2 separate regions of the Capra hircus genome follow, and region 1 is linked to region 2. The links are chromatin contacts, called in public Hi-C maps. All regions are on one chromosome and are shown on one strand. Each heading gives the region's core, a stretch centred on a gene start, on an enhancer-like site or on the middle of the called end of the contact. The rest is flanking DNA. Distances are from core to core; before and after follow the strand shown. Region 1 overlaps ANKMY2 (ankyrin repeat and MYND domain-containing protein 2). Region 2 overlaps BZW2 (basic leucine zipper and W2 domain-containing protein 2).

What was found. A called contact is a pair of places that touch in the nucleus more often than the background predicts.
Region 1: a Hi-C map of blood shows a contact between it and region 2, with 2.1 times the contacts expected there. The contact joins two enhancer-like sites. A contact is called at or near these places in 3 of 5 Hi-C or Micro-C datasets (blood and liver).

The regions. Positions count from the first base shown.
Region 1 is chr4:95,422,662-95,430,347 of ARS1.2, forward strand. It overlaps ANKMY2 (ankyrin repeat and MYND domain-containing protein 2), which reads left to right. Exons shown (of 10, transcript XM_018047354.1): 7 at 8-116; 8 at 3,761-3,889; 9 at 5,830-5,959; 10 at 7,377-7,686. The coding sequence ends at 7,564. Among named protein-coding and RNA genes, the nearest start is that of ANKMY2, 34 kb to the left of the region's middle. Within about 2 kb of position 1,745, at least 1 of the 5 cell types and tissues checked has an H3K27ac peak or open chromatin away from gene starts, as enhancers often do.
Region 2 is chr4:95,369,843-95,377,424 of ARS1.2, forward strand. It overlaps BZW2 (basic leucine zipper and W2 domain-containing protein 2), which reads right to left. Exons shown (of 12, transcript XM_005678994.3): 2 at 5,846-5,910. The coding sequence starts at 5,903. Among named protein-coding and RNA genes, the nearest start is that of TRNAC-GCA, 14 kb to the left of the region's middle. Within about 2 kb of position 5,384, at least 2 of the 5 cell types and tissues checked have an H3K27ac peak or open chromatin away from gene starts, as enhancers often do.

The DNA of each region.
Region 1 (7,686 bases), core at 495-2,994, 49 kb after region 2:
CTTTCAGCTTGTTAAAAGGCCGAGCGTCTGATGGCTTTCCAGTATATCAAGAAAAGATCATTCGAGAAAGCATCAGAAAATTCCCTTATTGTGAAGCTACTCTCCTCCAGCAGCTGGTGCGAAGCATTGCTCCTGTCGAAGTCGTAAGGCTCTTCCTAACTAGGTTGACTCCGTCAATAAAACCTAATTGCCATGTTTTATACAATTAGAGGCATGTTCTCCTCAGCATTATTTAGTTACCTAATGAAGGCATAATTATCTTAAGGAAAATTTCAGAAACAAACATGGAGACAGATTTGCCTGCTAACATTGTTTCTGTTTATGCATTTTCCCCGTCAGACCTCTTCTTTCATTTATATAGCTCATGGTTTAATGCACAGTATTTCCTTAGATCAGAATATAGATATTATAGTTACAGTGGATATTTACGTTTTTAATGACTCGGTGAAACCTCAGTACGTAATACAGACCCACGTTTGTTCTCAAATGTAGCTTGTGAAAAACTAGCGTAAAATCCCGTACTAGATGGAAGTAGGAATTGAATGTCTACTTTGATGGTTTCCTGTTGGGGGGATGGGAGGGGATGAGTTATGGGAAAGCGCATTGTGTATCCTGCTAAACAGTCTTAAAGTATGTCCCGCTTCCTAGATCCTCCCTTAATGCCTCTGATTTTATAAATTTTCCACACATTAAAAAAAGTCTATTTATACTTAACAGTTATGGGAAGTAAATTTGAACTTTATTATCTGTTCTTTACTTAACTTTCGTCATGTATTTATTTAAGTGGTATTAAAGACACTCCCTGCCTTCCCTATTTTGGATAGCTTTCAGATCACCTTATCTATACCAGTTATGCTTTTACACATTTCAGTGAAATCCCTTATCAGCCTTTGTGTATTAGGCAAGAAACTGGTCCTGACACTGTTACCATCCATGCCTTCCTCCCTCCCTCTGGCAATGTCGGTTCTTCTCTGCCTTCGCTAGGCTGTTGTATCATTCTCAGCCTGAAAAAATCAGGACTAAAAATGAGTTCCAGGTGCTCCTTTTATATATTAAAATTTCATCCAATCAGAACCATTAAAGAAGAAAGGCCTAAGAAGACAAGATGATTTCATGATGTTCATGCATTGATTTATTCCTGAGAGTTCGCCATGATTTCACATAGAGATTCTTTCCGCTTGCTCTTTAATACACTTGGCTATTTGGTGTTTAAGTTTTTGGAAGTTTAAAGTTAGCGTATTATGAGGGTAGCTTATCAATTATGAATGTGTTTTGGCTGTGCATATCATACTCCAGCCAACTATGAATTAAATAGATCAGAGCTTACTTAATTCACATATTAAATATGTGCCCAGGGGTAGGCAGACCCAGTCTGGTACAGTGAACTAGGGACCCAAATCCTTTCCCATTTTCTCACCCAGAATTCTTTAGCCGTGGATTATCATGCATATGCTAATAACCTCACCGTTGCAAGGCATCTAATGCTCTTCCTCCAAACTCATATTCCCGTCCTAGGCAGGCAAGAAAATAAAATTGGTCTAGAGCTGGAAAGCATAAGCTTATCAGAGAAGCAATTAACAGTGGCTGCTGAGCGATATCCAGCACTAATAAGTGTAGCTGACATTGTACCTTTAAGGGAGAAAACAGAAAAACTAAAAATAGCAGGTCGGAGTACTTTTTAAAAAGTCAAAGCAGGTCAGTGTAGGACTCAACAATCCATCTTAGCCCTATATCATAGAACAGTGTAGTTAGTATGGTGTTTGACTGATGTTTATCCTAGTGATCTGAGTCATCAGTAATCAAGATAATATTTATTTAATGCATTTTAGAAACATTTCTCTCTTTAAAAACTTCTGCTGTCTTGAAGACTTGATCTGCAGTGCTTGTGGTTGTGCGTTGTCCCAGATAGCCACTGTTGGCTGCCTGACAGATTCCAGTATTCTGTAAGTTCAGAAGCCTCTGAAGCAGTATTAACCTTGTCCCATGACATGGTGGTTCTCACGGCCGGCTGCCATGAAGATCACCTGTGGTATTTCCTGACAGTGTTAGTGCCTGAGCCCAAACCTCTGCCTGTCGTGAACTCTGGCGTCTGCCTGTCACAGAGTTCAGCAGGAGGTGTGAAGCATAGCTGTGTTGAAGAGATGCTGCTCAAGCATTGTAACATGACACTGTTAAAGATATTTTGCTTTATCATTTGAAGGTGTATATTTTAACTTCTGGAAGGCTAGCTAAGGTCTCTGATTTTATAGGATACATATTTAACAAAGTAGATGACAAGGTTTTTTATAGTAAGAAAGAATTCTTATCACTCAACTGTGACAAGAAAGATTTCACATGGTTGCTCTGCTGTACCATCAGTTTTTTTCTGAGGCAATAGTTCACATTAATAGCCATATTTCTAGCAAAAAATATTTCAGTTTTACTTCTGGTATATTTGTGAGAATATCATTGTTTTGTGACTCCTACAAAAGTCCCATCTTGGGGAAGATTTTGAACATGTCTCAGTCATGATTTTTTTCCCCCTGAATTTTTATTTATTTATTTTTAATTTTTGGCTGCACTGGGTTTTCATTGCTGCAAGGGCATCTGTGTAGTTGTGGCAATTTTCAACAAGCTGTCTGATGCACACCCTCTCTTCAGCACAACTGCCATAGACATTCATTCCTGATGAAATTATTAACTTATAACTAGTATCTGAGGTTTTATTTTAGCTCTTTTTTCTCACTGTTATATTATCTTCATTCCAAAAGAGAATTCTTAACTCTTGAACTAAAAAGAAACTTAGTAATTATTTGTTTTCAGGAGGAGTAAAGTGGTTTTGAAATGAGTGCAGTGTAAAACAGTGTTCCAAGGTGGTTATTTGTTATGTATAACTGGTAAAGTAAATATTCTTAGAAAGGAAAAGCAAATAAAAATAAAAATGTAAACTATGAAAATTTCCACATTTTTAGTTAAGAATAAAGAAGCAAATTTGAAAAACTCAGAAATAAGAACTGTTGTGAATAGGTATGATAGCTCCATACCCTGTAATTGCTCTAAGTAGATCTTAATAGTATTATCCCAGGCAGATAAATATTTAAATAGGTCTTAATAGCATTACCCCAGGCAGATAAATATTTGCCGTTATAATTTCCTCTGTTAAGAAATTTCATAAATCCTCTTTAGCAAGCCATTCTGATTTTCAATAACTGTATAATTTTCATATTTTTGGTTTTTCTTAATAACCTAATGCAACCACATGTATAGCTCTTTAATCTTAAGAGTTTAGAGCATTTCAGTGATAACAGTGATAATTTTTATCTATTAGAATTGTGGATCTACATCAAGTAAATAGTTTTTAATAGACAAGTTCTTTAAAACACTTAAGTTGCATTAAACTTTTAAGAATTATGATAAACATTTGTGATGTATCCTATAAATTGTCCCTCAGAATATGTATTATATATTGTCTTAATTCTCAGAAGGAAACTCCACTCTGAGTTCACTGTCCTATATCTGAAATCTTTGTATGCTTACTGAATAATCCCAGTTGAAAAATACATTTATTCTAGAATAGAGCCAGATTTTTTCTTTCTGAACATCTGGATCCATGACTTACCTGCCATGTACTTGGTGCAGAAAAAGATGCTCAGAAAGGTGTCCTAAAGTCTGTGCAGGCTCTCTCTCGCCTTAATCATTTTGTCTCTTTTTCTGGAAGTGTCTCCTCTGTCCATGGTGATTTCAGAGTTTTTTTTTTTTCTCCTCTTCTTTCTTCCTCTAGGGTTCTGATCCCACTGCATTCTCTGTGCTTACCCAAGCCATCACTGGTCAGGTGGGTTTTGTGGATGTTGAATTTTGCACTACCTGTGGAGAAAAAGGAGCAAGTAAAAGATGCTCAGTGTGCAAAATGGTAAGAATGAAGTTAAGTTCATTGACGTCTGGTTTAGATTTCATCGAAGTTGGTAATTAAGTTTTCATATTCTATAAATGTAAGAGTTGGCATTTTTTCTAATAAATTCTAATATATTAGATATGAAGTATTGAATCTAATATTTTAAAATAATTTTGAAAAAGAACTATAGGATACATGTAGTTCTGTTCCCTCTTCTGTCCAGCTCACATGTTGCCCAGTGTCTATGCTGACCACACCCAAAAAAGAGAGTGTGAATGAATGAATGGTTATGAGAAAACAAGAGAAAGCTTACTCACAGGGGACTGAGACTGGGGCATATGTGAGAACCTACAACAATTCATAAATATGCAGTCTTACATCTTCCAATGCTGGCTTCAACTGCTCTCTCTTCATCAGCTCTTCCTCGTAAAGCTCTCACTCCCTTCTCACTGCCACCAGTCTTTAAGCTCTGTACTGCTACCAACTTCTGCCAGAATTATCTTTATAAAGAGCATATCTGAATGGGTTCTTCTCACATACAGATGCTACCCACATGCATGCATCTGGACATTCACTTTACCCTATAGATCATGTTAATTTCCTGTTGTTTTTAAGGTTGAAATTCTTTAGCACATTCTTCTGTAACCCGTCATGTTCTGCTAGAAACTTCTTCTCCAGTTTCGTTACCTTTAATGACTTACTTCTCTGAGCCTCAGTTTCCTTATGTGTGCAATGGGGCTAGAGTTGTGAGAACTAAATGAGACCATCTACAATGATTAAGTATGGCCACATATAAAAACACTCCGAAATTCATTACTTAAAGCAAGTCTTTTTTCTCCCTCATGTTTGTGGTTGGCTGGGTCACATCTGTTCCATGTATTTCTCATCCTCCTTGGACCAGCAGGCCAGGGTGAACATGTCCTCATGGTGATGGTAGAGCTGTAAGTAGGCAAGTAGAAACATACAAGGTCTTTTGAGGTCCAGCCTTGAAATTGCCATGCTGTCTCATTCCTCTGGCCAAAACAAGTTGCATGGCTACATTTAAAGTTAATTCTCCTCCCCTTCAGAGAAAAGAACTTTGAAGTCACATGGGAAAATGTATGGGTGCAGGAAAGAATGAAGAATTGGGGCCAGTAATATAGTCTGTAATACCTTCTATGTATAACAGCCCAGCCCAGTGCGTGGCATATAATTTTACAAAAATCTAAGCTCTATTTACACAAATGTATTGCTGTCCTAAACACAGCATTCACTTTCCTATTCCTGCATTTTTGTACAAGATATTCCATCTACTTGGAGTGCTTCTTTCCTGTTTCTCTGTCTACTGACTCCCTCTATTTAGAGTGAGTCACTGCTTCCTCTGTGTTCCCATTGCTGTTACGTCCTGTTCTAGGATATAAATCATGTTGTTAATTATTAGCCTCCATCTATGCTATCCCATCCTGCTCTAGCTTCCTCTGGGACAACAATTGTATTTTTTTTGTCCTTGTACCATATCAATTCGGGCGCACAGAAGTCTCTTAAATAAATCATATGTTAGAGTCTTTGGTAGACCATGTGTTATATATTCATTGTTGTTAGAAAATGTAAGCTAAAAATTGCAAAGATAAACAATACACATTCATACATCATGGTTTTAAAATAAAGCACACTGGGAGTTAGTCACTTAGTCATGTCCGATGCTTTATGAGCCCATGGACTATATCCCACCAGGCTCCTCTGTCCATGGCATTCTCCAGGCAAGAATACTGGAGTGGGTTGCCATTTCCTTCTCCATGGGGTCTTCCCAACCCGGTGTTAGTCCCGGGTTTCCTACATTGCAGGCGATTCTTTACCATCTGAGCTACCAGGGACACCTAGAAAAGTTAATATTTTTACAGCACAGTACTTGATTTAATGTTGTAATTGAAAAATCATGTGACTACACCTCTTGAAAATAAACCTACAATTGCCTTCAGGTAATATATTGTGATCAGACCTGCCAGAAAACACACTGGTTTGCACATAAGAAAATCTGTAAGAATCTCAAGGACATTTATGAGAAGCAACAGTTGGAGGCTGCCAAGGCAAAGAGTGAAGAGGAGAACAGTAAGTGTATAAAAACTGGGACCGTAATACTTGTCAGTAGGAAGAGGAAGGATCAATTATATTAACACAGGACACGCAGGAACTGCGTCTTCTCAGGAAACCAAGGAAGACTGGGGTTAACCGACATCAGGATCACACGTAAATATATCCTTCTTTTGAGTCTCTGGGATAAGGTACAGACTATAGTCAGCCTAGATAGCACTAGAAAATGAAAACCATAAAATTCTGAGGAATGGTGTTTATTCCCCTTTCTACTTTGTGATTCATGAGACTGCTCTGGAGCCATCTGACTCTTAATGAATAGTTTACTTATATTTTGCTCACAAAGGATTTTAAGGTCTTTGAATAAGGAAATAATTAAATTTCCCCTAATGGCTACCTGAAGATTTTAAGATTGGAAGCCTTTAAATTTCTTAATTATGAAACTGCAGGTAAAATTATGGAATAAATTTATCAATTGCAAGTTAACTTGCACAGCATAACTTTCCACAAGTGTGAGGGCAGTGAGTTCCATATGATTTTTCCTCTCCTTTCCTCATAAAGTGTATGACTCATTTTCATCAGAAACAGTGAGTTGCTTCGGCAATGATTCACATATTGGAGCAGAGAACCGCCCACACTCTTACGTCCCACCCCAGAGGATATACGATATGTATCACACATTCTGGGAAGTGATAGGTTGCCAAAAGGTTACCTGGGTGATTCTGACACTAAGCATGCTCATCTCTATTCCTCAAAGGACCATGTCCCTTTGCCACCTGGTGGAGAAACCTATTAATGGAAATGGATGATTTGTACAAACCTGCATTCATACCAAATAAACTGGTATAAATAGATTATTAATAGAACAGTCAGGCTTTCTGGCTGTCTTGCTTTCTTCTGTTTGCTGGACCAAACCTTTATATCCTGTGTGTTGAAAGTGGTATATAACGGCTGGTCACATACTCAAGAAGCCACATGGGAGGGTTGTCAGTGGATGAGAACTCCTGGTTGGTAGACATCAGTCCATCCCGCACACGATTCTACTCCTTCATTCTCCACAAATGTGCAGTAGGCTTTATTGTCCCCCGCTTTATAAGGAGACAGCCTTGGATAGGCATTTACCTGACCAAGCATGTCAAGCTAACTCATGGCAAAGCCGTATTCAAATGTGGATTTTGCCTGTCTGCAATCCTGATTTCGAGGCCTGAGTTCGAATGCCAGTTCTCTTATTTTCACTGGCTGTGCCACGATGAGCAGGTTAACAAACCCCCTGTCTTCTCCGTTTCCCCATTTGTAAAAGAACAATGCTAATAGAAAACTCCCCCTTGTGGTTGTTATGAGGATTAAATGATTTAATACACAGAAGCCCTTAGAACAGTGTCTGGCACATGGTAAGAGCCAGATGACTTTTTTTTCTTCTTTTTTTTTTTATCAGATAGCAAACTTGACGTCAATTCTAATTGTGTTGGTGAAGAGCGGCCGGAGGAGGCTGAAACGAGAATCTGCCAAGAGAATGACAATCCTAAGGATTCTGAGGAAGGCGAGAAAGAATCTCTGCAGAGTGATGCTGGGCTGGAAGGCTCACAGGAGGCTGCTGTAGGTCTGCAGGTGTCTGAGGAGTAAGGGCCAGAGAGTGTCTGAGCAAGTGCAGGCAGTCTTCACCTGGCAGGTAGCTGGGAACTCACATGATTGCGTCCTGCTTGGCTCCACACCTGCCTGGCACTGTGGCGGGATTCCACATTTCA
Region 2 (7,582 bases), core at 4,134-6,633:
TCTAGGTGAGAGATCACACCATTGTGGTTTTCTGGATCATTAAAATCTTTTTTGTATAGTTCTTCTGTGTATTCTTGCCACCTTTTCTTGATATTTGCTGCTTCTTTTAGGTCCATACCACTTCTGTCCTTTATTGTCCCCATTGCTACGTAAGAGCAGATTAAACACATATTAAAACATTCAAGGCCTCAAAAATTATGTTTCTCATTCACTCTTTTTAAAAAGCAATTGAAACAGACACTCCACCAAAACAGGAGAGTAACTCATGATTTCATGATCTTATTAAGTTATGAGATCCCGGGAAAAAGAGAAAAAAATCTAAGAGACAGACAACAGTACTTTTCAGGATAGTAGGAAAAGGGACATTTCAAGCTGTACTGTTAACAACTGGACAAGTGGCCTAAAGAACAAACTGAATGGAAGAGTGTTTTCCAATGCAATCATACAGTATGAAATGATACATAGTTAGAATTCCTTCAATAAAATGTCATTGTTAGAATTCCAAAAGTGTTTATATGAAGAGATTTACATAACAAAGGAAAGTGTAGTGCTGTCTAGTTTTAAGGTACAGAAAGCTAAGAAAAAAAAAATCAATTACTATAAACTCATTTAATCCAAAGTGAAAATGGTGTTCAGAAAAATAAATTATAGTTTAGCTCTGAAGACCATGTACCAGGTCACAATGATATAACCCCTAATCAGGAGTCTAGCTAAAACTGATAAAATGAAAGAACACAGACCAAGAAGAGGATTCTGCAGGTGGGTGGGGGGCGTGAAAGAGACAAATCCTCATCTCCCACAGCAGAAAGTGCATCCATAATATACCTCTCCAACAGAAACATCAAGAAACAGCCAAGTAGAAGTGTTATGTGGTCATAGGAATGCAAATGCGGAAAGAACCAGTTAAAGGTTAGAAAGAAGACTGCTGGAAAACAGACTTGCTGCTGTTACAACATGTTTTGCAGAATGGTTTGACTATTTAAGCCATGTATGTGTGGACTATTCAAACCATGTACGTGCATGACTTAGACACAATTAAAAACTACATTTTAAACCAGAGAGCAGCTATCTGGTTTTTACAGACTGCCTACCTACGGTGTAACAGAAAGGATGTGTTGTAAGAGGTTAATACCACAACCTCAGAAGCAGAGAAGAATGGCATTCCCAGTACCAGTCACAGCGTAAGATTCCACGAAGACAGATGTAAATTAACTTGAACACTATTTGCCATGAACAAGAGATAAAAGTCCCTTTGATTCCATAAGCAAAACATTACGCAGACAAGAACATGCAAATGTTGACTGTGGGGGAAAACATAATTAGGGTCTTGTTGTGAAGCGGGGGAGGGAGAGAATGGGCGCCCTACAAGAACAGATCATGGGGTGTGGGAGGAGCAGGCAACTGTGACCAGAAAGACGAACTCATTGGCAAGCATCATCCCCCTGCTGGGCGTCCAGCTAAAGGGTAATTCTCCTCCCACCTTGGGAAAAAGTTCTGTTTCCCTTAATAAAAAAACGTGAGAAGTGAAAAAAAGACCACAGGTTGCTCACTAAGTATTAGTCACTCAGTTGTGTCTAATTCTTTGTGACCCCATGGACTGTAGCCAGCCAGGCTCTTCTGTCTATGGAATTCTCCAGGCAAGAATACTAGAGTGGGTTGCCATTTCCTTCTTCGGTCTCCTGCATTGCAGGCTGACACTTCACCATCTAAGCCAATAGGGAGGACTATTAAGCTTACTAAAACTTGTGACCAGCTCCCAAAATCAACTGAGGCCACCCACATAATGGCACCCCAACATACTAGGATGTTGATTCAGGCAGAAGAACAGACTTTTTGATGGTTTGAAAATTATAAATTCGAAGCATTGGATAATATGAGTTGGTCAATAAAGTACAATCCAGACCAAGCTACAAATACAGACAGCTTTGTTTTGAATCTAACAGACAACTTAAAAACTTTTGCTTGTGAAAAGGCTTTCACCCTCCAGTTACACTTTTTCAAAAGACTTGCTAACAGAGAGGAAGGCAGTATATTACAGCCAGAGCTATTTCAACAGTGAGTAATAATGCAGTAGGTCAAAATGCTCATGTATAGCTTGGGAATCTTAAAAAGTCATGACGGCCTGGAAGGATTAATAATTATCTTGCAGGATGAAGAACAGAACTCCCATGTGCTAAGTGTTCATCTGCAGGAATATAAAATTCCTGTACAGGAAAATGGCAAGAATGTTAATGGAAGTTTGGGGAAACAAGACAATACTTTTACCCAAAGGTTCTTTTTCACCTTAAACAACCAACAGTAAATATGATGGATTTTCTAACCATACACACAGATTGACTTCCAATATATATTACCTTAAATGATTTACTTCATTAGTTCCTAACACCATTTATTACAAATCTTAAGTTATTCAAAACTGCCAACTCAGATCTAAAGCCTCAGAGAGAAACCTGAGTATGTGGTCACTCTGGATGCCTGATGTTTGGTCATTTTTTCTCACTCCTATTTTCACTAATTTTAATTGTATTTTTCTACAAAATTTAGAGGGGGACCACTTGAATTATTAAACATTTCACCTCGCTCATTTCATCTAAGCATAACAATGGCTGAGGCGAGAAGTGTTCATCCTTCTCAGATTCCCATAAGTCGCAGCAGAAAACATAATTTCTTTGGAGAAAATATTACAAGTAAGATGTGCATATTTCATAAAGGATAAGTGCTATATGATGTGCCCTACTATAATGTTTGGGCTTCCCAGGTTGTGCTAATGTTACAGAACCCATTTGCCTATGCAGGAGACATGAGACACGGGTTTGATCCTGGGTTTGGGAAGATCCCCTGGAAGAGGGAATAGCAACCCACTCCAGTATTCTTGCCTAGAGAATCCCCAAGGACAGAGGAGCCTGGTGGGCTACAGCCCATGGGGTTACAAAGAGTCAGACACGACTGAAGCAACTTAGCATGCACACACCATAATATTTCATTTTGATGTTAAGAAGAAAAAAAAAAGAACAAAACATTTTTAGACTAACTTGGCAGGGAAGAGCATTAGCTGTGCTAGGGAATAGTTACAAACTGAAGACAGAGCTTCAGAAGACAGCCTATTAAAATGACCTTGAAATATCCTCTGCAGATTTCTTTTCTCAGCTCTATGAAATTGCCAACCATTTATCTGAAGTCAGCCCCATCATAATAGCAAAAGAAAAGCCAAAACACGATGAATTGTCAGGAGGCAGTTTACTGTTATGAAAAGCAGAAAATGAGGCTGATCCATTTTTGCCCCCAGTCAGCAGTTTGCACAAAATGGCTCAAATGCAGCTTTAAATCCTCAACAGACCTGAGTTATATAAATCTAGATCAACTGGCAAATTATGGATAACATATTTCTGGGTGGCTCTCTGTGTGTACTCCTGAAGCAATGAGACGCAGGCACAATCTTGCCTGTCAAATGAATCAGAGGCAAACCAGTTCAGTATGAGAGGCAACCTTTCTGTTTCAGAACTGACTGACTGTAAGAGCCAGTTTACTCGTTGACTCATGCTTGCTCTTGTGCAATCCATCCTAAGGCCCTCTCCTGGCGTTGGAGCTCAGCTACCGTGAATCAGCGTCACGTTAAGAAAGCTGCCTGAGCTGAAGATCCAGGTCTGAGATTAACACGTTCCCTCAGCGGGCAGGTGGTGGCAAACCTTTCTTCACCTCACAGTGGGGCATACGTTAAATATTATCACATTACCAGGAGCAAGAATACCTTAACTGTGACTAGATTTCTGATTAAGTCCTTTGGAAATCATCGACGTCATTTATTTATTTTTTTCCCAAGACTGCTTTACACAATGAGACAAAGAATGCATGCTGGTTTCGGCACCTTGCATGGCTATCTGCTTCCAGACTTCAATCCTCATTGTGTAAGTGGGGACACAGTTTTTTAAAGGACTAAACACAGGGGGTGGTTCAGGCTATACTTGTTCTTCATTTATGGGGATGAGTCAAGAATGCAAAAAATAAAAACATAAAAATAAAAGCATATAAGACAGAAATACTGTACAAAATAACTACTTTTTTGGTTTTTAAAACTTTTTTTTCATTTTTTAGAGAGAATGTGAAGTTTTTTTGCAGGCAGCATTTACAGTTAAATTTAGACTTACTGCTACTGAGTGTATATTCTTATAATGTCTTCTTATTCAATTGACCCATTGTATTGAGAAATCTTTTCTTTCTACATGACCACACTGGGCTGCTTCTTACATAGACACCACTACAAGAGAACCTCAGCTACAGACACTGGTGGGGAATGCCAAAGGCCTCTGACACAGGTTAACAATTCAACAGTTTAGTGCTAGAAGACCATTACATAGCTTCTGTTTCATAATCAGCAATGAGGCCTTCACAAAGATATTCAATCATCCTTTATCTTTACACATGATACTTCCTTAAATATTTTTCAGTCACTTTCCTCAGTGTTAGTCATACCATGTTTCATATTTTAAAAAGTTTCCCAACCAAGTTTTAGCTCAACTATTCTTAAATCCAAGAGGATTTCTGTATAATTATACAAAACTGGTTAAATATTTAGAATACTTAAAAATTCTTTATGCAGAGAAATGGTAAGATGAACACAAAAGGAGTCACACATACAGATGTTTTAACAGCCACCATCAAACTGGCTTTATCACTACTTTTCCCACAATAAAAGACACTTGAAAATATCATGAATTTTAAAGTTTTAAAGATATTTAGGTAAATTCATTCGACTTTCTAAAATTCTGAAACGGTTACAGCTCTATTATATCTCTTTTCCTCATTTACTCCTCGTAGCTTTACTATCTTTGCATATGAACATTTTCTTAAAAACATAAAGAAAGCAAAAACCAAGTGCAAATGTCAAAAATAGTAAAATTTATCAATTGCCTTCATAGCCTCACATGAGACTAAGGGAACCTGAACAGACATAATTACCCTCATTTTGTAGCTAAAGACACAAAGCTCAGACAAGTTAAATGACTTGTTCAAAAATCAAACACCTAAATAACTGGCAGTTCTGAAGCTTGAATGCCGAACTTTAGATTTTACAGTCAGAGCTCAAAAGACAGGAATTAATGAGGTTAGGTGGAAACAAAGATAATACTAATTTTCTTTGTGGAATTAAGAAACCTCACCTAAAAGTGGGCTTCATTGGTAGCTCAGCTGGTAAAGATCCCCTTGGAGAAGGGAACGGCTAACTACTCCAGTATTCTGGCCTAGAGAATTCCATGGACTGTATAGTCCATGGGGTTGCAAGGAGTCGGACATGACGGAGTGACTTTCACGTCCCTTCACTTCAGCTACAACTGGAGCCCAGACATGCCTGTAGGGGGAGCTCTTACACTCTCTCATGCACCATCAATTATTCCAAACAGGAAGAGACTAATGCCTTCACCTCTAGTCTCCAACAGAAAGCTATGGCCTACTTTACTATCCAGAAGGAAGAACAAAACTTTTCTCCACCTAACCACAGCCCAGCCAATCAGAGAGTGTACCAGTGCAACCTATGAGAAGCCTGCATACTTTGGACCTCTAGCTTCCTAATGTGACTTGGGTTATTACAGCCCCTCTCAGCTTCTCTCTTTTCTCTACAACGGCAAGTTCCTCACCCTTGTTCTGATTTGCCCCATAGTTCAAATATCCAGAATTGCAATTTCTTTGGACTATTCTTGAATAAATTGGCTTTTGCTAGTAAAATAACTGGTTTTATATTGTTAAATTTGACATTCTCCAAACTTATATATTGATTAGCACTTTAAACAACATTTCCCCCCAACCACCCTCCTTGCCTCCACCATAAACACACAAACACAACACAACTTACCCCTTTTCCGAGTTTTGAACCGCTGGCCTGTTAGCACTGGCTTCTGATGCTTATTCATAAAATTTCTAAAAACAAAAAAATAAAGATTATGTGCTTCAAATAAACAGTCCATATATTTCCAGTAAGTATGTTTGACTTTACTCATCTAAATATACTTTTCAAAATGAGATAACTGTAACTACTGAAATAGCGAAACATTTAAAGTTTTATAATATCTGCTGCTGCTAAGTCACCTCAGTCGTGTCCGACTCTGTGCCACCCCATAGACGGCAGCCCACCAGGCTCCCCCGTCCGTGGGATTCTCCAGGCAAGAACACTGGAGTGGGTTGCCATTTCCTTTTCCAATGCATGAAAGGGAAAAGTGAAACTGAAGTCGCTCAGTTGTGTTCGACTCTTCGCGACCCCATGGACTGCAGCCCACTAGGCTCCTCCGTCCATGGGATTTTCCAGCCAAGAGTACTGGAGTGGGGTGCCATTGCCTCTAGTGTTGACAAAAGACACAAGGAAAATAATCATAGACATAAACTTTGGCATAAGGGATAAAGTCCATGCAATACGTTTGGAACGCATTTGGTGAATATAAATATTTACATGTACAAAACCTATGGTCCAGCAATTTCTTTACAAGGAATTTATTCTAGTTATACCCACCAAGTATGTAAATATACTCATGGTATGTAAATATACTCATGTGTATCTAAAAGGATTTAGTTGCAACATTGTTGGATGCATAAATAAATGAAAAAGTCAAATACCCATAAACCAGTATCTGGTTCAATAAGTTATAATAAGCCATTGAATGGAACTATGAAGCATTACAAAATAAATTAGATCCAAATGTACTACATATGGCCCTGGCTACCTCTCTGATTAAGTTTCCTATACCTATCTTTTCCCATCACTCACTCCTCTAGTCACCCAGCCCTCTGCTTTTCCCACTGGGCCAGGGAAGGTCATTTTTCTTCTGGGAAGACTCTTTCCCAAGGCATTCATGTGGCTTTACTCTCTGCATACAAACACCTCCTTTTCAGAGAAATTCCCAGACCATCCTGACTAACAAGGCTCCGTGTCTTTCTCTAGCTTTATTTCTCTTCATTGCTTATAGCAGCCCCTGGCATTCTTTAGGATTTGTTTGCCACGGTCTATTGCCCTGAAGACAGTGTAACCTCCCTGTGGGCAGGGACTTCACAAGTTTTACTCAAAACTGTATCTTTAGCACCTAAAACAACACTGAGATCAAGTATTGAATAAATAATTGTCAGTAAGCTGTCATACTGAGAAAGATGTTCAAGGTAAATTGTGAAGGGAAAAAAGCAAATTGAATAAAAGAGTGCAAAGCATAATTTTTTGGTTAAAAGGGGGTACTTGTAATATTTGCTTTTCTAGGCAAGGAACATTTAAAAATGAGACAAGAAACAGTTTTTCATTTGTTTGTTTACTTCAGAGGATGCATATTTGGGCTTTTTAATTCTTCTACTGGAGTTAATAATTTAAAGTATCATAAATTATCTTTTAAAAAAGTGAAAAACCTGCTCTAAAAAGAGCTTCTACAAACTGAGAATAACCTTGCTGACATAAATATTACAATCTGAAAATGTATCTAGATTGCCTAAGTTATGAAGACCAAACAATTCAAGATAATGTGAAGCAAACTATTTCTCTTTCAAAGTTTTTTAAAATTGTAATTAAAAAACATTCTCAAGAATGTGGAAAAATTATTATTCAATTTATGTACCA